Regions from separate parts of the Mus musculus genome. Here regions 2, 3, 4, 5, 6 and 7 are each linked to region 1. A link is a contact called in public Micro-C and promoter capture Hi-C data. All regions are on one chromosome and are shown on one strand. The core of a region is the stretch at or near the end of the contact, and the rest is flanking DNA. Distances in the headings are between cores, read along the strand shown.

What was found. Promoter capture Hi-C pulls out the DNA fragments that hold promoters and counts their contacts. A called contact is a pair of places that touch in the nucleus more often than the background predicts.
Region 2: a contact with region 1 is called in a promoter capture Hi-C map of pre-B cells, with 2.4 times the contacts expected there. The contact joins the promoter of Ddx23 here to the promoter of Acvr1b in region 1. A contact is called at or near these places in 2 of 39 promoter capture datasets (liver and pre-B cells).
Region 3: a promoter capture Hi-C map of liver shows a contact between it and region 1, with 3 times the contacts expected there. The contact joins the promoter of Dnajc22 here to the promoter of Acvr1b in region 1. A contact is called at or near these places in 2 of 39 promoter capture datasets (hippocampal neurons and liver).
Region 4: a contact with region 1 is called in a promoter capture Hi-C map of pre-B cells, with 2.4 times the contacts expected there. The contact joins the promoter of Hnrnpa1 here to the promoter of Acvr1b in region 1. A contact is called at or near these places in 1 of 39 promoter capture datasets (pre-B cells) and 1 of 9 other capture datasets (liver).
Region 5: a promoter capture Hi-C map of pre-B cells shows a contact between it and region 1, with 4 times the contacts expected there. The contact joins the promoter of Kmt2d here to the promoter of Acvr1b in region 1. A contact is called at or near these places in 2 of 39 promoter capture datasets (liver and pre-B cells).
Region 6: a contact with region 1 is called in a Micro-C map of embryonic stem cells, with 5 times the contacts expected there. The contact joins the promoter of Spats2 here to the promoter of Acvr1b in region 1. A contact is called at or near these places in 1 of 39 promoter capture datasets (liver), 1 of 484 Hi-C or Micro-C datasets (embryonic stem cells) and 1 of 115 datasets of contacts at active chromatin or transcription factors (embryonic stem cells).
Region 7: a promoter capture Hi-C map of pre-B cells shows a contact between it and region 1, with 4 times the contacts expected there. The contact joins the promoter of 4930578M01Rik here to the promoter of Acvr1b in region 1. A contact is called at or near these places in 2 of 39 promoter capture datasets (liver and pre-B cells).

The regions. Positions count from the first base shown.
Region 1 is chr15:101,172,789-101,175,557 of GRCm38.p6, reverse strand. Acvr1b (activin A receptor, type 1B) reads right to left here and starts at 1,486. Exons shown (of 9, transcript NM_007395.4): 1 at 1,323-1,486. The coding sequence starts at 1,413.
Region 2 is chr15:98,661,560-98,664,259 of GRCm38.p6, reverse strand. It overlaps Ddx23 (DEAD box helicase 23), which reads left to right and starts at 1,371. Exons shown (of 17, transcript NM_001080981.1): 1 at 1,371-1,437.
Region 3 is chr15:99,098,048-99,100,747 of GRCm38.p6, reverse strand. It overlaps Dnajc22 (DnaJ heat shock protein family (Hsp40) member C22), which reads right to left and starts at 1,264. Exons shown (of 3, transcript NM_176835.2): 1 at 1,148-1,264.
Region 4 is chr15:103,239,002-103,241,701 of GRCm38.p6, reverse strand. It overlaps Hnrnpa1 (heterogeneous nuclear ribonucleoprotein A1), which reads right to left and starts at 1,305. Exons shown (of 11, transcript NM_001039129.4): 1 at 1,174-1,305; 2 at 506-622; 3 at 110-256. The coding sequence starts at 1,188. It overlaps Cbx5 (chromobox 5), which reads left to right and starts at 1,850. Exons shown (of 5, transcript NM_001076789.2): 1 at 1,850-1,969.
Region 5 is chr15:98,869,739-98,872,535 of GRCm38.p6, reverse strand. It overlaps Kmt2d (lysine (K)-specific methyltransferase 2D), which reads left to right and starts at 1,331. Exons shown (of 55, transcript NM_001033276.3): 1 at 1,331-1,522.
Region 6 is chr15:99,125,436-99,128,135 of GRCm38.p6, reverse strand. Spats2 (spermatogenesis associated, serine-rich 2) reads right to left here and starts at 1,291. Exons shown (of 13, transcript NM_139140.1): 1 at 1,249-1,291.
Region 7 is chr15:98,984,660-98,987,359 of GRCm38.p6, reverse strand. It overlaps 4930578M01Rik (RIKEN cDNA 4930578M01 gene), which reads right to left and starts at 1,395. Exons shown (of 4, transcript NR_045991.1): 1 at 1,274-1,395.

The DNA.
Region 1 (2,769 bases), core at 237-2,736:
ACACACACACACACACACACACACACACACACACACACGAACTTCCATTGCTGGAAGGTTGGGGGCGGCTGAGAAGCCAAAGCAGAAGGCTTTGTACAATGGGAGCAGCAAATACAACCCCTAATTGTCTCACCATATCCATCTGTGGGTCAATAATCACTTCGATGCAACTGCCAAATATAACCTTCTTCTGTAACCCCAATGCCAAAGCACATTTGAGAATACTACCAGATGAAATATTTTAGGGTTTCACCGGCTCTTCCCAGCCTCACAAGCCTCATAAACAACACAGCCGGTGTAGTGTCCCACAGAAACGTCTCCACCTCTGTACTGGGAAAGGTGGGGGTGGGCCTGGCCACACAAGGCCCTTAAGGCTGGAAGGTAAGGGGTGTGTGTGGAGGGTGGGTGCCGGGAGGAGGGACTGTGTGTCAAGGCAAAAGTACTGACCAAGGGCCAGGGAGACGGTCCAACCGTGGGGGTCTTTAAATAATTGGGGGTGGGGGGGTTGGAAGCAGTTTTCAGGATCTCACCTGAAAAGCATCCTCGGAGTGATTAACTGAATGGGCCCCCTGGGGCGGGGTGGGGGAGGTGAGGAGGCATGCAAACACACATACACCTAGATTCAGATTAACAGCTGGGGAACTAGGTTTTCACAGGGTTGGAATGGCTCTGAGGCCAATCTCCAAAAAGGTTTAGGGGCCTGCTCGCCCCATTTCCTCCAAACAGCGTCTACAGGCATGGATATCCGAGGTGGGTGGGAGGGGGGTGCCCTGCAGAACCCAAGGAGCTGAGCGAAAGAAGGGGGAATGTGACTCCGGTGCCTAGACCATCAGGGTGGCAGGGGAAAGAGGGTAGGGGCACCCCATGATGAAGGGAGGCTTAGAGACCCCTACCCTCCTAGCCTAGGGTACGCATAGGCTCTCGGCAACAGAACACATCGGAGAAACAAGCCCCCCATCGTCGAACCCCACAATCTTGGCGGGAGAAAAGGCGCCCCCAGGAGCATCTGCTGGCAGGGAATAACCCCCCTCGCACGGACGCGCTGAAGGGCAGGAGCCAGGGACCTCCACATCTCGAGGAAGCCTGGGGTGGGAGCGGAGGGTGCAGGAGGCGCGACCCCCTGGGCGCCCCGGTCGGGCTCCGTCTGGAAGAGCGCGCGGGTCCCCAAGGCTGACCCAGCGCCACCCCGGCCCTCCGCGCCCCCCGCCCGGCCATATTGCGCGGCTGGGGAGGGGGCGCGCCCGAGCCCCACGGCGAGCGCGAGGCCTCGCCTGGCCGTCTGTATCCCGCGCCCCCCCCCCCCATCCCCGCCCCGGACTCACCCTGGATCCCCCGGGGCCCGGACCCGCCGCTGCCGGCGAGCAGGAGGACAACAAGGGGGAAGAAGGAGGAGGCTCCGGCCGACTCCGCCATAGTAACCGCCGCCGCAGCCCAGCAGCGCCCAGCGCGCGCGCGCGCCCCCGGCGCCTCTCTCCCTCCCTCCCTCCCTCCTCCCGCCCGCCCGCGCGCGCCCGGCTCCTTCGCTCCGCGCCGGCACGTGAGCTCCCGGGAGCCGGTGCGGCCGCCGCCGCGCGCGCCCCCGAAGGGCGGGGCCGGGTGCGCGCGTGCGCCCGCCTTAAAGGGGAGGGTCCCTGTTAAAGGGGCGGAGGCTCTCGCCTCGGCCAACCTCGCGCACCCGTGCGGAGCTGAGCCGAAAGCGGGGGAGGCCGGGTCCGCCGACCGACAGTCTCCCTCCTCCCTCCGCGGAGTGGCCGCGCCGGCGCCCGTCCTCCTTCCTTCCCCCAGCCCCGACCCTCCGGCCCGTTGTGTCCCGCTGGGTTCGTCGCCAGAGTCTCCTGACCGGCGTCCCCTCGAGGCTCCCTCCCGCTGCAGCGAGCTGGACACAACTACCTGTGCGAGCGAGCGTCTGTGTTTTCGAAATGTAGCTAGGCTGGCACGGCTGACAGCCTTGGTGAGGGTGCTGGCCAGGTAGAACCATTTTGGGAAACAATGTGACAGCACCTATCAGACAGCTTCACAAAACGCATTGCATTTGCCCGGCATTTCCTCCTGTCTGTCTTCAGGAAATAATGAGGCTAAATATTTACGCAAAATGTTCCCTTGCTTATTTATCATTGGAAAAAGCTGGAAACTAGAGAAGCAATCATAGAAGCTTAGATAAACTGTGGCTCACTCATGTGAAGGAGCACTAGTGATTAAAAATCGGTTTACAAAAACTAATGGCGCGAGGAAATGTTACTCCATGTTAAATGAAAATGTAAACACCAACCTTTACAATAAATTTTTGTGGATGATATGTATGCATGTATGCGTAGGAGAAAAGGGAACGATATTACTCAATATTACTACTAAGGTTTTCAGTTTGTTTTTGAGACAGAGTCTTATTATGTTGTCCAGGCTGGCCTCAAACTCACTGAGAACTGCCTGTTTCTGCTTCTCAAGTGCTGGGTCTAAAGGTGTGTGTGCCACAGAGGCAGGCTGAAATAATTTTTTGTTTCTCCTTTAAGTATTCCAGTAACTTCTAAATAGTTTCCAGATAAACATTACTTTCAAACCTAGTAGGAAATACTTATAAAAGGCAAATGATCCCGTATCTTTCTGAAGAGCTCACAAGAGACTTTGGGATCTGTATTCTGCTTCTGATAACCAACTAGGAGAAAACAGGCAACATCTTAGCCTTTCAAAGTCATAGATAGTTTCATGTGTGAGACCAAGGGATAGAGAAGACCGTCAAGAAGGAGGGAGGGAGGAGAGGCAGGCAGATCTCTT
Region 2 (2,700 bases), core at 122-2,621, 2.5 Mb after region 1:
TCTGAGACCCTGTTTGAGAACTGAAAAAATACCCAGAGTGAAAAACCAGACCTGGGGCTAGAGAGATAGATGACTCCGTGGATAAGAGCACTGGTTTTTCTTCCAGAGGACCCAGGTTCATATTCCCGGCATCCATAGGGCAGTTCACAACTGTCTATAACTTCAGCTCCAGGGGATCTGACACCCTCACACAGACATGCATGTAGGTAAAACACCAATGCAGATAAAAATAGAATAAATTTAAAGTAGAAAGACCAACAACTATGTGGGATTAAAGCAAACCCGAGGATGGAAAATGTAAAAGGAGGCAGTGGGTACCCTGGTTAATCTCAACCATCCTACCTCGCACAATGTTGTATTCTGTTTCAGCGGGTGCTGACGGTACTGTTTGAACCCAAGAGAAAGGAAGTGGGTCTACGACTAGAAGAAAAATTCGGTGGACTGATGTATGGAGAACCTGAAGGAAGACATCAACAATAACAAGTAGCCCAAGTGGGCAGTTCCTGAAGACCAGGGAAACGAGGAAGCAAGGTCCCATGAGGAATGTTGAATAAATAGTAAGATACTTGAGGGGGAAGTCCTTCCAGGGAAACCTCTGAAATGTTAGTTTATTATTTATTGGGAGTAGGGGGACAGTGGGTACCCTGGGGTTGTTCAGGCATTCATCCTGCCGGGGCCCCAAGGTTACTCCTGTGACTGGAGTAGTTCTACTGTGAAAACTGTACTACCTTCATTGTGAAGTACTAAGCTACTCCAGTGAACTAATCTTTAGTTCATTATCTTCCATTCATCCACGGAGGCAATAATCTCTCTCACAATTTTTATAAAAAACACTTTTCAAAAAAAAAGGGGGGGGGCTGGCGAGATGGCTCAGTGGGTAAGAGCACCCGACTGCTCTTCCAAAGGTCCAGAGTTCAAATCCCAGCAACCACATGGTGGCTCACAACCATCCGTAATGAGATCTGACTCCCTGGTGTGTCTGAAGACAGCTACAGTGTACTTACATATAATGAATAAATAAATCTTTAAAAAAAAAAAAAAAAGCAAATTATTTGTTACCGTATAAACTTTCTCGCTGAAAGCTGCCAGCTTTGACTGAAATCAACTGCAATACCTACTAGAAGATTCCAGAAAGACTGCTGCGGAAGAACCTTGTAAGTAGAAAGACAACACTTGGAAAATTCTTTCTCCTACAAACACCGAACCTTTGGCAAACCACATTACCCAGAAGACCTTACGGCCTGGCCGGCCCTCGCGCCGTGCATTCTGGGATTGGTAGTTTTCAGGGCCTATTCGTCAGCTCGCGTGGTGCAGGCCCAGGAACTCCCTTTCCCGGCTTGCCGCGCGGCCTGGGTGCTCCTCCGTGATCTGGAAACGCGAAAGATGGCGACTGTTCGGCGACGTTGAGGCCGCGTTAGGCGGTTCAGGCGCGGGGTGGTGAGTCTTGGCGGTGGAGGCGGCTCCCACGAGTTTGGAGAGTGGGTGAGGAGCGGGAAGATAGCCGTAGCCTCAGCCCGGAAGGGGAAGAACGCCTCAGGGAAGGGGCACGAGCCAGGGCAGCTCCGGCGGGCAAGAGTGAAAGGGGCGCGGGCCCCGGGAGCAGTGTTGGCTGCCCAGGGCACAGGCCACTTCCAGGACTGTATTATGAGCCTAGACTTTGGCCCGTGGACATCGCCCTTGTTATACGTCAGTCTGACTTAATTCTTGTTTCCTTACTTCGGCCAGACAGGAACTCTAATGTGCTCCCAGAACCCACCCCATGCCTTCCGGCTCGGGGTTGCCAACTAGTGCTTCGGCCGGAGATTAGTTCTAACCCTAACCCACAGTTGCACATCTTCAAATTCTACTCGTACTTTAAAACGAGCCACTTCCTCTGTGGGCCCTTCCATATCCTCTTTACGAATGGAAAGGACCGGCAACTTTGGATTCTTCGCCTGAACGTTCTTATCTTGGCGTGTCTTGTGCCATCTGCTGCTTCCTGTGGACAGAATTTCATTTTGTAGTTTCCACGGGGCCTACAGCTGAATGTTGCATATATAGTAGCGCTTGATGAACAATTAAATGAAAACAATTGGCCTTTGCCCTACAGAGAACTGGGAAGCACGGCCAGGGTCTTTTGGAGCCCGGGTCTTTTGGAGCTTAAGCTGGCCTTGAATTCAGTATGCAGCCTAGTCCATTTTGTCTTTGGACGCTCAGTACTGCCTTCACCTTCCTAGTGCTATGATTACACTTGTAGACTATTAAGCATTTTCTGTAATTAAAAAAAAAAAACAAAAACCAAGTCTACATATTTCCTTGTAAGTCACCAGAGTAATTCTTTTCAAATGTAATTTTTGGTCGTATTATACTCTGCTTAAAGTTCTCCAAATGTTCTCGTTGAGATGACGTTGAGAGTCACATGCCTTTGCACGGGCCCCTAACAGTGTATTTTGCTTCTATTGACAGTTCTCATTCTGTCCCAGACAAACGCCATTCAAGCTTAGTGTCTTCTTTATTTTCTTTCTTTCTTTTTCTTATTTAAAATCTACTTATTTAGTGGATTGAGTACATTATAGCTCTCTTCAGACACACCAGAAGAGAGCATCATATCCCATCACAGATGATTGTGAGCCACCATGTGGTTGCTGGGATTTGAACTCAGGACCTCTGGAACAGCAGTCAGTGCTCTTAACCGCTGAGCCATCTCCCCAGCCCCCTGTC
Region 3 (2,700 bases), core at 15-2,514, 2.1 Mb after region 1:
CTAGATGTCTCCTATCTTCCGTTAGCACCCCAGTCCTGTTATTTACAATCACAGTGACTCCATATTTAAGGGAGGAAATGCTTCAATTAAAATATTTTCATTTATTTATTATTAATTTATTGATATTTGAGGCACAGTCTTATTGCACGTTCCAAACTGGTCTTATGCGGCCATAGCTGAGGACATCTTGGTCTTCCTGCCCCTACCTCCTCAAGTGCTGAGGTTATAGGCATGTGCCACCATGTCCAAGGAAGAGAATGTTTTTGTTTTTAAGATTTATTCATTATTATGCATACGTACACTGTAGCTGTGCTCAGACACACCAGAAGAGGGCATCAGATCCCATTACAGATGGTTGTGAACCACCAGGTAGAGTCAGTGCTCTTAACCGGCTGAGCCATCTCTCCACCCCCAGGAAGAGAATGTTTTAAGTGACTTTAAGTTGGGACACTGAGAACTAGGTGCCTGAACAACAACAACAACAACTCAAAAGCTTGGGACTAACGGGTGACCCAGGGGTCACTTGGGGTTTAAATTCCCAGCACCCACATGGCAGCTCATAGATGCCCTCTTCTGGTCTCCAAGGATATCAGGAGTGCATGCAGTGCACACACAAAGGTTCAAGCAAAACACCCGTGTACATAAAGTAAAATTGAGAAAGAATAAGAAGGGGGAAAAAAGAAGCTTAAATTTCTATCCTCCCCTTAGACTCTGGAATAGTAATGGCTCACAGGAAAGGGCTGAAGAGAATACTTTTTCACTGTTTCAAACCCCTTTGAAAGCCAGTGTCTTAGCCAAACTCACTCCTTTAACATCGTGTGTGTGTGTGTGTGTGTGTGTGTGTGTGTGTGTGTGTGTGTGTGTGTGTGTGTGTAAGCGGGTGCATTCTGTAACTCGGCCAAAGCCCTTTCCAGCTTTCCCATCTCCCCAGACTATGCCGTTCTCCCACAAGCCAAATTTGAAAGGGACCCTGAACTCCTTCCACTTAAACGTTCTGGAGAACATTTTGACCCAGACCTTAGCACCCCACAGCCCAGCCATCCTATCCCTATCAACCAGATCGAAGGCACTCTACAAAGCGGCCGCAAAAATCCTCAGAATATCAAATCTGCCTGCCAATCGTCTTACCTACTTCAAGCAAACTCACCCTCAGGCAGTCCCAGCAGGGCCGCAGTACCTGGCAGCCCAGGCTTCCAGGCTGCTTCAGAACAGCCATTGCCTTTGAACACAGATTCAAAATGGCCCCTCTGTAACTGCTCTCACCTCCACACAAGTGGACTTTGTCCCTCAGTGCTGGGTGACTGTGTTTGAAGTCAGGCCACCTCCTGCAGGCCCCGCCCCGAAAGCCCTGGTCAGCCCCTTCGTAGCCACCTTCCGGTCCTGTGTTCCTGGGCTCTGATCGCCCTCTCTACGGGAAGCTTTCCCCAGACTCACCCAGTTTTACACTGTAGGGCCTGGAACCGCGCCCCACTCCCGGCAGTGCGCACCTCTTGCAGCACTTCATTAACACCGCCAGATGGCGCTGCCGTTTACGGAAGGGAGGGTCCCCAAAAGTCCCAGATCTCCTTTTTGCAAGGTTGGGACATTCCTGGTCAAAGCTGTCCGAACCGTGCAGCTACCTGGCGGGAGAAAAAGGGCGACTCTATCAATAAAATTAAAAATCTCGACTTCCTCTCCTCTCCGCCACAAATGGGAGGTGATCCCTGTCTCGCTTCTCTCTGTACTCCAAGACGGCCATTATAGGATCACGTCTAATTTCTTAAAGGAGAGACATCCACTCAGAGGTGAAGGAGAGAGCCCCTCAAGACCCGCAATTCTGCCTCACTACCTTGCTTCCAGGCCTTCCAGTTAGGGGACTCCACAGCCAGACCTGGGAGTCTGAGCCTGCATAGCCCAGAATCCATAGAGCCAGAAGCTGTTCAGACCCTTGTAGCCTGAAGCAAAGGGGGGGGGGGGAACCCACACCAGCAAGGGATACAGGGTGGGGGCGAGCCATCAGAAGAGTAAGGGCAAACCCAGGGAGACTCGGGGGAGAGGAGCCTGCCTTCTCGCTTGGACGCTGGAATGGAGCTGGCTTACAAGATGCCTTCAACATCCCGGGCTACAATCCCCGAGCAGCTCCGTGACCTTGGCCAAGTCACACCCTTTCCTGAGCTTCAGTTTCTTTTAAAAGAAGCTTGGATCTACGAAATTCCCCAGGCTTGATTAGAGGTAGGGATGGAGCCGGTGGGCTTCACTTAGGGTCACTTGTCAACAGTGGGCAGAATGTTTTAGCTCCCTCCAACGTCTAGTTCTAGCTGGGGACTAGATATGGCCCCTTTAGGGCTGAGGAGGGGCGACAAAACGACAACCCAGCCACGGCTGGGGACGGGGGGCGGACGGGGGCGCTGAATAATGAATGAGACTTAATTGGGCCCGCTCTGCGCGGCGGCGCGCTAAGCTTGGCAAACAGCGCGGGCAGAAGCAGCCGCCGCCGCTGGACAAACAAACTCGCTCGGGAGCCGGGAGCCCAGTGCGAACCGCCTGGAGGGGGAGGGGACCCCGGGGAGCCAGGTCTCCTGCTCGCAGGAGGGGCCCAGAAGTGTCCAAAAACGCGAAAGGGATGAAGGCTTCGGGCCCAGCCTAGAAAGGACGGACTGGGGAGGGAGCGAAGCAGATTTTTGCCGTAGAGCCCTGGGACCCAAGGGCAATGTAAGCGCG
Region 4 (2,700 bases), core at 56-2,555, 2.1 Mb before region 1:
GGCGTGTGCCACCACCTCCAGGCCCTCGCCTTTAATACCACTTGGGGGGGATCTCCCAATTGAGGACTGCCCCAATCATAGTCTCAGGTTAAAGAGAAAAACCACTCACTTCTCTTGAGACAGCTCTCTTAGGTTCCACAACTCTTCCATCCACCTTGTGTGGTCTTGCATTCATGGCAGCATCCACTTCTTCCACAGTGGCATATGTGACAAACCCAAAGCCCCTGGATCTCTTGGTGTTTGGATCTCTCATTACCTGTTTAGAGTTAATTCAATCAATACACTGCCTGATCTCAGAATCAAAAGCCATTCCTAGTCTGATCAAGGCAAACATGAAACTTCAGAGTGGGGGGGTGGAAATGTAAGCTTCTTACAGATCTGAAGAAAGCCCCAGATTTTTTTTTACCATCCCATTAGTTAACTTCACAAAACAATTTAGCTAAGAAGCAGCAGATTAAATCGGAAGAAATAAGCCAGCTCTTCCTTTTGTTTCTTTTAATCTTACCACACAGTCTGTTAGTGTTCCCCATTGCTCAAAATGGCTCCTCAGACTCTCGTCGGTTGTTTCGAAGCTCAGCCCTCCGATGAAGAGCTTCCGCAGCTGTTCTGGCTCCTTGGGAGACTAAAGTGGAGGAGGGAGTGTTTAGCGGAGGGGCTGGAACCTGGGAAAATGAATCAACACCCCGCAACAACACATGCTACACTTTTTTATTGTTCTTTATTACTGCACGAGACCACGTGCTCCTTCCTAGGCTAGGAGGTGCTGCTGGGGATTCACTCGAGTTGCACGCAGCGCATGCGTCCTTACTTTTACTTCATACGCACGCGCAACAAAGGGCACAGGTTAGTCGGGTCCATCCCCATTAAGACTTAATATCTCTTTAACAAGCGATTGTTAGACCAGAATGGGGGAGGGGAAGAAAAGGCCACACTCCCCAGATCATTAGTCTGTGAAGTTTGCCACAAGGAACAGTGCATGGACGTTAATGGCGGTCGGATCGCAGCCTCATGGTGACTATGAGGACAAAATGGCGACCTGCATTTTTTTAAAGTAGGCCTCAGCACTAATCGATAAAACACCGAAACCACGGGTGCGAGCAGCAAAACACGTCACATCCCGCTATATTCAGTAAGTGTGGAAGAAAGAGAAGCTGCAAAGCGCATCCAACTTACCTCGGACTTAGACATGACGGTAGAGTTACGAGAGCCTTCAGCGATGCTTCCTCGGCAGCGTCAAAGAGCAGAAAGGAATACGATAACGAACGTGCCCGCCAGCCTACCTTCTGCTCGCCCTTTTATCCCGCCTCCTCGCTCTCGGTATTGGTAGACTCCGCCCTTACTTGAGTCTTATTGGAGATTTGAAATTATTCCCTCCCACCATTGGCCCGTGAAGACGCCCTGCTAAGAAACGGCATCCGTTTGGGCGTTCTATTCAGACTCCGCCCCTTTGAGTCACTGATGCCCCAAGGGATCTTATCCTTAATCGCATTGATTGGCTAACTAGCCAGTCACTTATATTTGAATGTATTCACGTCTTTTAAATGCCTTTCATAACTTTCCCACACCCGAACATTACAAACTCACTCGTCAAAGGACCGCACGCTACAAAGTAGCTCACCGCGACTTTTCCCAGCCACTCCCTATAAGGCGCATGTGTAATAAAAATGGCGAGTTCACGCCGGCGCACTACGATGTTCCGCCTGCTGCCTGGAACACGTGAAATGGCGGGCGGGAGAGGGTTGTGAACCTAGGCGCCTGCGTAGTGGCGGGACCAGCGTCCAGTTTTGCGCAGGCGTTTTGGGCGGAGAAAAGGTCCAAGCCCAGGATTGGTTGCGCAGGCGCAGGGAAGGATCCGTTTTGGCGGGCGGTTGGCATTGCGCAGAAGGCGGCGGTAGCGGTGGCTTGTGGTGCCGCTTTACCACAGAGGAACCGTGCAGGCCTTAGCGTGAGTGATCACTTTAGATCTTGGGTAAGTGGCAGAGTCTCGTCTACCCGTACGAGATCTTGAACCCGCTCCCATTGCACCGGTTATTGTACGAAATGAATGGACCGCTGAACTGGTGGGGGGGGGGGTGGACGACGACAGTGAAGGGGCCGCGACGGGTCGGGCCAGCCAATAGGACAACTGGGGCGGGATGTTTTATCCTTGCAGGTTCTGTGAAGCTGCCTTGCCGAAGCATTTGACTGGCGAGCCTATAGGCCAATTGGGTTTTCCTATAGCTGCCTACCGATCGGTCCTTGGGCCATCGGAATGTGGGAGGCGGGTTTTTCTCGCCTGAGTTGCGTCTCTCCGAGCCAATGAGCCCCAAGCGCGCGATTGGCCGGCCTTCCCCAAGAGGCAGAGGCTGGACTCCTGTGGGGAGCGCGGGAGTTGGCTGGTTAAATTCTTAGAGCAAGCCAGGAGTCACTAGAAAGACAGGATTCCCCCCTCCCCCCCCCAATAAAGCTTACTCTTGCATTTGTGGGGGCGAGTATTTTAACTTAAAATGACTCCTATAACTAAGGCATTCATTCTGTATATTACCTTAGGGAAAACATATGTTTTCTTGTGGCCCTTGAGTTAATCATTTTTCTTGTAGTTTTTGGTACGTTCCTCCCTTCACTTGAGACTTTGGAGAACGTGCCTTTAGTCTTTGAAAACTTTTAAGAGAAGAATATTGAAATTTTGAATGAGATGACTTAGGTAAAGTACTTGCAATG
Region 5 (2,797 bases), core at 82-2,581, 2.3 Mb after region 1:
CAGAGCTGCGGCCAATCTCCAGGCTCTCTTTTCACCCCCCACCCCCCCTTGGCAAAGATTGTCCCCCAGCCAAAGAAAGGAGTTCCAAGGGTCAGTGACTTTAGGGAACAGAATTAAAAAGTGGCCAGAATCCTAGCTTTACCACCCAGAAGGTAAAGGAGGCAGCTCCTGGGCCGTGGCGAAGAAGAGGGGGGCTTTATTCCCACGTGTCTGCCCGGCGGCCAGCCTGGCGCAGTCGGGGTTAATCTGCAGCGGAGGGATCCCGGAGCGTGTGCGTAGAACTGCAGAGTCACAGCCTTTCCTCCAAGAGGGCTGTACCCCTCCGCCGCCCCGCTCCAACACAAAATAGGGCCTCCTCTTCTCCTTTCTCCCCTTCTCGAGTGGGGTTCCCCAGGCAAAAGGGCCCCCTGGATCTCGCGCCGGACGCTCCACGAGTCTCTACGATCGCTGCCCAGCTCCAAGGCGAGGAAAGAGCCTCTTCGCAGGAACCACCCTACCGGCCGAGCAGGAGGCGGAGGGGGGAGGCGGAGCGGCGCCGCGCTGCACTACTTTCCTCTCCGGTTGCAAATGGCTGCCTCGTTCCCCACTTTCCGCTCAGTTTCCTGACCCCCCGGCGCCGGGAGCCGGGGTTGGACCATGCACCTCTAGACCCCCCGCGATCAGTGCCTGCCGGGGGTCTAGGGGGTGCCGCTGACCACAGGCGGCCAGGCCGGGGGCGGGGCAGCTCCCGAGGCCAGAGGGGAAGGGAGGCGAGCGCTGGGCCTGGAGCGGCCGGAGGGGAGCGGGCAGAGGGCTCGCACCGCCCGCCCCTTCCTCTTCCTCGCCCACCAACCCTCCTCCCTTCCCCGGGGGGAGCAGAAGGTGGGGGGCTCGAAGCCGCCGAGGGGGGACGCTCGGGGTCGCGGAGCCCGGCGCTGGGTGTGTGTCAGGTTCGGCCCCGCCGGCTCCGCGTCGCCGTAGCTCGCGCGGCCCCGGGGCGCCGGCCCGGCGGGGAGAGGGGCTCGGCGCGGCTGCGAGGGGCTCACGTTCCATCCGGGCCCGGCGCGCGGCGCGGCGCGGCGCGGCATTCCTTCCGGGCTGCTGGGGAGGCGCCTCGACGTTCCATCTGGAGAGCCTCGACGTTCCGCCCGAGCCCGGCGCGGGCGGCCGGGGCGCTGGCCGGGCCCTAGGACTGAGAGGCCGCCCCGCGACGCGGATGCGGAGCCTGCTCGCCCAAGATCAAAGCCACCGGTGCTCTCTTTGTGTCCGCTCGGGATTCGCCGCCCTGGGGCTGTTCATGGAAACCTAAACTGCTGGAACCTGAGGCAGAGAACCCCTGTTGGATTTTTGCTTTTTTTTTTTTTTTTTTTTTTAAACCCCCGGGGGAAGGGTGACCACTCCGACCTGGATTTACCGTTCTTGGTCTCCCTAAGCCCCCCCGAGTGGGGGGCGGCTGTGCTCGCTCTGGCGGTTGGAGGTCGGGGAGCGGCCCGGGCTCTGGCCATGTTCTCGGATGAGGATTTCTGGATCGCCCTGTGAAGAGGTGAGTGAAGTCCGCCCGGCCTGGGCCCAGAAAGGGTTGGACTAGGGGCACAGCCAGATGGACTATCTTGGCCGGTGGCTGGCCTTTAGGTTGGAGAAAGGGGTGCCAGAGCTGGGGAGGGTTCCTTTGGCAGGGTCTGTCAAGGGAATCTGAGCCAGTTGCCACGGCAGAACCGAGGCCTGGTTTCTTGGGGTGTGCCTCTTTAAAGATTGGGGGTTCAGGGAACTACAGGAGTTTGGGAACATGTCCAGATAGCCTCTCTGCCTGTTTATTTTTGTGTTGAGGGAGTTCGACCAAACTAGGACCCAGGCCCTGATGCCAACACCAATCCCAGGCTGTTGTCCCCCACCCCCACCCCCAGGGTTCCTTGGGACAGAGCAACTTGGTGGGGGGATGCCACTGCCAGGTCCCACATACTGCCAGATTGGACTTTAATGTTGTTCCTACCTACCTGGGCACCCAAAACAATCCGTGGGAAACTCAAGGAGCCCTGAGTCCTTCACCCGGGAGGTGGGGGGGGGGGGGGAGGGTGGGTGGAAACTGGTGCGATGAAGAGGGGAGCTGGGGCATGAAGGAGGTGGGGCTGGGGCAGCTCTGCCCCTGCTGTTCAACTTAACTACTCTGCCTGGCAAAGTGACCCCAGCAAGGCCTAGTGGTGTCTTAGCCTGCTTCGTTTCCCCTCCTCTTGGGATGGACATAATCTCCGGGGGATTATAGAGGAGGCCGTTGAGATCTGTTCTCTACGAATGTGGGCTGCAAAAAAATGGCTTTTGTCTCTTGCTTTCTCTGGGCCTAGTGTAGAGTTAGCTGCCCATGAGTCCCTGGCCAATCCTGAAAGCCCCCGCCAGATCTCTACAATGCTTTTCTGGCTACGGAATGGTAAATAGTTCTCAGGTGCTGCCCCGGCTCTGCAGAGTAGGCTAGCTTGTGCCTCTTTGATGGAGAAATGACTTTATTTGTGCTCTTTTCTGCTGGAAGCCAGTGTTTCCAGCCCTGGTAGGAGGTGCTGGGGAGAAGGGGTGTGTATCTACAGCAGGAAGGGTGCAGCATGAGCCTCCCGCCTCAGCCTCTGGGCCCCGGGCTGGGGACAGCCTCTCTCACACCTGTCATGTTGCCCAGCAGGGATTTGGCTAGTGCATTTTGCGCCCTCATTCCACCCCCTCCAAAATACATTTGCTAGGTCTCCTTGAGTATTGTCTCAGAAAGGGGAAAGCAGGGGGTTTGCCCTTGAAAGCTTTCTGAGAGTTGGCATAGGGGTGCGGGGTAAAGTGAGCT
Region 6 (2,700 bases), core at 42-2,541, 2.0 Mb after region 1:
GAGTCTGAGGCAAAAGAACTTTACTTCAAAGGCTAACTGGGGTTACACAATAGGTCACAAGCCAGCCTAGGTTACTGATAAAGACTAAGACCACCCCCAAGGGGGGAGTCTGGGGGGGGGGGTGGAATGCAAAGTCCATAACCCTGAAATACTTATTCACAGGACTCCCAAACCACCTTAACTCAAAAATACGAGAATGTGGAGGCAGTTTGACCACTAGGAATCAGCATCCCTGAACAATTTCTAAAAACAAAAAACCGAAACTCTCTTCCCCCAAGCACAAAACCAGAATTAGAAGGTTTATGAACATTTTTTTTTCAAGCCGGAACATTTCTCAATGGGAAACAAAAATTCCAACAAAGGACAGACAACTTAAATTTAAAAAGAAAAAAAAAATCACAGTTATTCATTACTTTTCAAACCAAACATCTTCAACTCCGCAGTATCGCTGACCTCGCTCATGGTAGAGTACTGCCGGCAGTGTGTTCTCTCTTGCTTCAATAAATACGGAGAAATTATATACAGTAGTCTGCTGAGCTGATCGAGAATAAATATTACAGTTTTGCCTTACAACAAAATGAACTATAAATAATAATAATAAAATTACTGGGAGAAGGGCTTGCATGCCTTAGCAAGGGGCCAAGACTAACCCACTCCCTAAAAAAAAAAAAAAATAGAATCATCTTGGATGAATTAGGAGACGAAGACCCTCTAGTGCACCTCTATCCTAGGCTCTGGTTTAATTCAAAACCAAACTCGTATTTCTTTGCCTCTCTTTGCCTTTTCTAGTCCGGTTTCCTCTCAAATTCCGAAATTGTCCTTCTACCCTTTAAGTCCCATGATGGCACTTGCGTCCTGACACAATGCAGAAGACTTTACACATGCCCATCTCGCCGTACTTCACATTTCAATCGACCCATTATTTCATTCTTTCCGATCCCGCACGTAGTTTCTGAAATCTAGGACCGCACACACGCTCTCGCCAGAGTCCCCCTCACTCCATTGTTTCTCCGGCCTATCCTCTGGAAACTCCCCAACTCGGACCCGTGTGCTTCGCTCGCCCCTTTAACCCCAGAAACCCGCGGCCCTCTCCACACTGCGGGAACCAAAGGGCTCCCGGTCCCCCTCCTCTCGGTACCCCAACCCCCAACAACTGCCCCTTCCCTCTTTCCCCTTCCTCGAGCCCTCCCTCCACCTCCGGCCCCTCTCGCCCCCGCCACCCACTTCACCCAACACCCCCAGCCTTACCTAGCCCGGGCTCCCTGCAGCCGCCGCGTCCCCCCAGTTCCGGGCTCTGCGTTCCGGACGCTCCCGGGTCTGGGATGAGGAAAGAAGAGCCTCCGCCTCCTCCTCGCCCTCGTCCTCGGGAGCCGCCGCCGTCGCTGCCGCGCTCCTCCCCCAGCTCGCCCGAGGCCCGACGCCGAGCCGCCCCGCCCCCACCGCCGCCTTCCCCGCGTCCCTCGTCCGCCGGGCGGCCGGCAGAGCCTCGCAGGCGCGGCTGGGGCCGGAGTGCCCGCGGATCCACAGCGACCCTCGTCCGCCCGCACTCGCGCCGCCGCTCGCCCCTCTCGCCCCGCCTCGGAGCCCGCGCGTGCGCGCGCGCTCGTACTCGTGCATGCGCCCCCCGCCAGCCGGAGCGCAGGGCGCGCGCTCGCGCCGGCGCGACCCCGATGCGCCGCACGCGGGAGACCGGAGCCGAGGGGACCGGGGCGCGCGGCCGGGTTACCGCTCCTCTCAGGCGCTCTCCCTTCGCGCGGGGTTCGCGCGCCTGAGTTGCGGGAGACGGGGAATTAATTCACTGAGGGGTTGAAGGAGCGGGTCAGGGGCCAAACGGGAAGGAACGGCGGCGAGACGAGCAGGGCGCGTACTCGCGTCCGCGTGCGGGAAAGGCGACCTAAAGCGGCCGGGCTAGGAGTGGGCGCCAGCGTGCCCCTAAGTGACGAGCCGAGCGGGAACTGACGGAAAGAGCCGAAACTCACCGGAGGTGGCCGAAGATTCCCAATGGGATCCTAGAGCCTTTCGCTCCAGGTCTGCAGGCACGTCCGCCCTCTCTAGCAGGGAACAATTCAGCCGCTCACTCCCTTTAACTTTGCCCGCCTCCGGACCTACCTTCTGCTCCTAAAGGTTATTTCAGAGCCACCTGGCCACCCAGCCTGATGGGAGAGGTTCTGGAGAGAGGATGTGCGAGCGAACGACCTCACACTTCCTGCATCCCTCTACGTGGCTGTGATTAGGAAGGGCTGTTGTCGAATCTTTCTGTTAAATACCTAACTTCGTAATCAGGGCTCGAAATCTCCAGCCTCTCCAGAGCCAGATCATCGCTAGTATTGATGTATCTTTTGAGTTAGTGTCTTACCGGTTCTGATCAGGAGAGAGAGGTTAGGAAGGGCATGTCCAACCACATTCAAGCCAAGGAACTTAAATATGAGACCTGTTTTGGCGGTTATTTTTAAAATCTAAATAGTGAACTTTGTGGAAGACAATCATGTCACAATATCAAAAGGTTGGATACGCCTGGTAGAGGCTGAGTTTTCGACTAAATCATCACTGAAAATATTCATCACCATCTACTTCTCACTTCCTTTGAAGCCAAGCAAAGGGGCTTTGAATAGTCAGAACCACCTCAAGTGCGTGCTTATAGATGTGTGCTACAGGCAGAGCACAGTATATCCATATGTTTTATCACTCCAGTCTTAGATC
Region 7 (2,700 bases), core at 146-2,645, 2.2 Mb after region 1:
GGGATAGGCGGACATTTTAGAAACAACACAGGCTTATTTGTTGGAAACTGCCCCCAAATCAGGCTTGTTTCATGTCTAGTACTGCTCATTGCTCGTGTGTGTTTTGGTTCCTACTAAATTTCATCTGCCCGCTAAGTATCCGCTTGTATTGTGTTTAGAACAATGGAATATTTGTGTGCTTCTGTGAGAGCTACACAGCAGGAGACTGGCTGCCCGCAGCTGCCCCAGCCCTCAGACAGCCCTGAGACCAGCCTGGTTAGCCCTCCTGGAGACCCTTCAAAGGCTCCCTTTCACATTCGAGGCTCAGCTAGAACAAATAAGCAGATGTCACCGGCTTATCTTTACGTTTGTAAGTTTAAAAAAAAAAGTTGATAAAATTTTTCATAATATTTGAAAAAAATATTAATATTCACAAATTGTGAATATTCATAATTCTGCCTTGTGTTGGTTGATGGCAGCTACCCCTACAGTGGGCATTAGCAAAGCTTTTAATCTCGGGGTTCGAAGTTCCCAAAATATGTTACCTCATATTTTAAAGAACCTCGATTTAAAAATCATAAGCGCTTTTGGGGACAAGATCTGTTTTGCACTTCATATTTTCCACACATACGTCGAGGCTTTAGACATGCAGCAGATATCCATGGAGTTCATGAGTATTAGCTAGATGCTCTGGCACACGATGGTAATCCCAGCACTCAGGAGGCAGAAGCAGGAGGTTCAGGAGTTCAAAGACAGCTCCCACCCCCACCCCCACCCCCATCCTTGAAGGTCTCAAAAGAAATAAAGCAACTAAGAAAAGCATTAAAGAGACAGCGAATGTGAGCTCATGCCAAGTTTAGGCCACACCATCGGCACAGTACAATAACGCAACATCATTTACTCCAAAAATACCCTAAGTGCTTTCCAGTCATAGATTATCTCATTTAGAAACTCAGGCTGCGGGGCTGGAGAGATGGCTCAGCGGTTGAGAGCACTGACTGCTCTTCCAGAGGACCTGATTTCAAATCCCAGCAACCACATGGTGGCTCACAACCATCTGTAAAGGGACCTGGTGTTTCTGAAGACAGCTACAGTGTACTCATATAAATAAAATATATAAATTAAAAAAAGAAAGAAAGAAACTCAGGCCGCGTCACAGGTGCGGCTGTGAGGGTTAAAGGGGGCTGCACTTGGAAAAGACCAGATGTCACTATCACCCTTTTTTTTTTTTTTTTTGGTTTTTCTGTATAGCCCTGGCTATCACCCTATTTTATATGTGACAAAGCTCACTCACACAAGAAACACCGCTAATCAACAGTCTTCCCGGCTGGCATTCTCCAGTTTTGTTACTGTTGTTTCTGTTTTGTTTTGGACAGAGTCTCCCGGTGTGGGACAGACTGGCTTCTTCAGTCTCCCAAGGGTTTGGGTCACAGCTGTGCATCCCCGTGTCCATCCTCCGGGACTTTCCAGGCTACCAACCACACCCATAGCTCCATTCCTTAACCACCCTCCCTCGAGCCACAGTGACGTGCTTCCTCTGAAAGACCATCCCAGAAGTGAAAGCGCTCAGTACACCAGGTTTGCGATTCGTTCCCTGGGCTACCTCACTTCGTGTTTACAACATCGCCTTTGTGAGTCGGCCACTAATACCTCAGGTGTAAGGAATAAAGGACTGGAGAGTGGGGGTTAACCACCCGGAGGCAGGGGGCTAACGATAAACGGTGAGAACACAGCGCGCCTGCGCTGGGTCTCTGCGCTTACCGTGCTGCTATGGGCCGCCTGCTTCTCTAGTTCCTCTGTGTTGTTAGTAACACTCCAGTCAGCCATAACGCGTGTGCCTGTTTCAACCCGCCCCGTGAATACAAACCCAGTTAGATGTTGGCTTGTGCCATGAAGTCATTTCAAGAGCTGAGTGAAAACAAGGGAAAGGTTCTGATGCTAGCCGCATCAGCTGGGAGGAAGAGGCAGAAACGTTTAAAAGGAGCTCCACAGGGCACAGAGAGGAAAAGGACAGACAAGTCAAACAGAAAATACAGCATGGCGCGGTTCCTGTTTCTAAAAGTCACACAAAACAAATGACACACTTATACACATACATCCGTGAAGACCGAAGGAGAAATGTTGGTAACATTGGCTCTCTGGACCGGGGCCTGGCTTAAAGTGACAGAGTAGTGACATTTTATAAGATAGTTTATTAACATAATGGGTATGTAAGAGAAAGAAGAACTGGGCGGGGGCAGAGACGTTGTCAGAAAATAAAAGATCAGAATAAATAAATCTAATAAACATTTAAAAAAAAGAAAAAGAAAATAAAAGATTACCCCCTTGCTGTAAAGGTTGTGGCAGGAACACACTAGGCTAAAGCCACTGGTCTGTGTCCATAGAGACAGACAGATGTCGGCTTAACCTCTCATCGTGAATTCGATGGTTTTCAATATTTAATATTTCTTACTTCTACCAAAAAGGTTCTCACATTGTGGCTCTCGGAACTGGACCAGCCTGGGCGGGGGAGGGGAGGTATCGGCTGTGTTTCTTTGTGTTGTTGGACTAATTTCCTTATCTACCAAGAGGAGAGGCTAGAAAGAGACAGGCTCCAGAGAGTGGTGTGAGGATTAAATGAGAGAATAAATGGACAATAACTCAGGCCACAGGGACATGTGGGCCCCAGCCCTCCCACTTCACCTGATCTCTAACTTTATCTTTAAGATAATTAAATGTCCC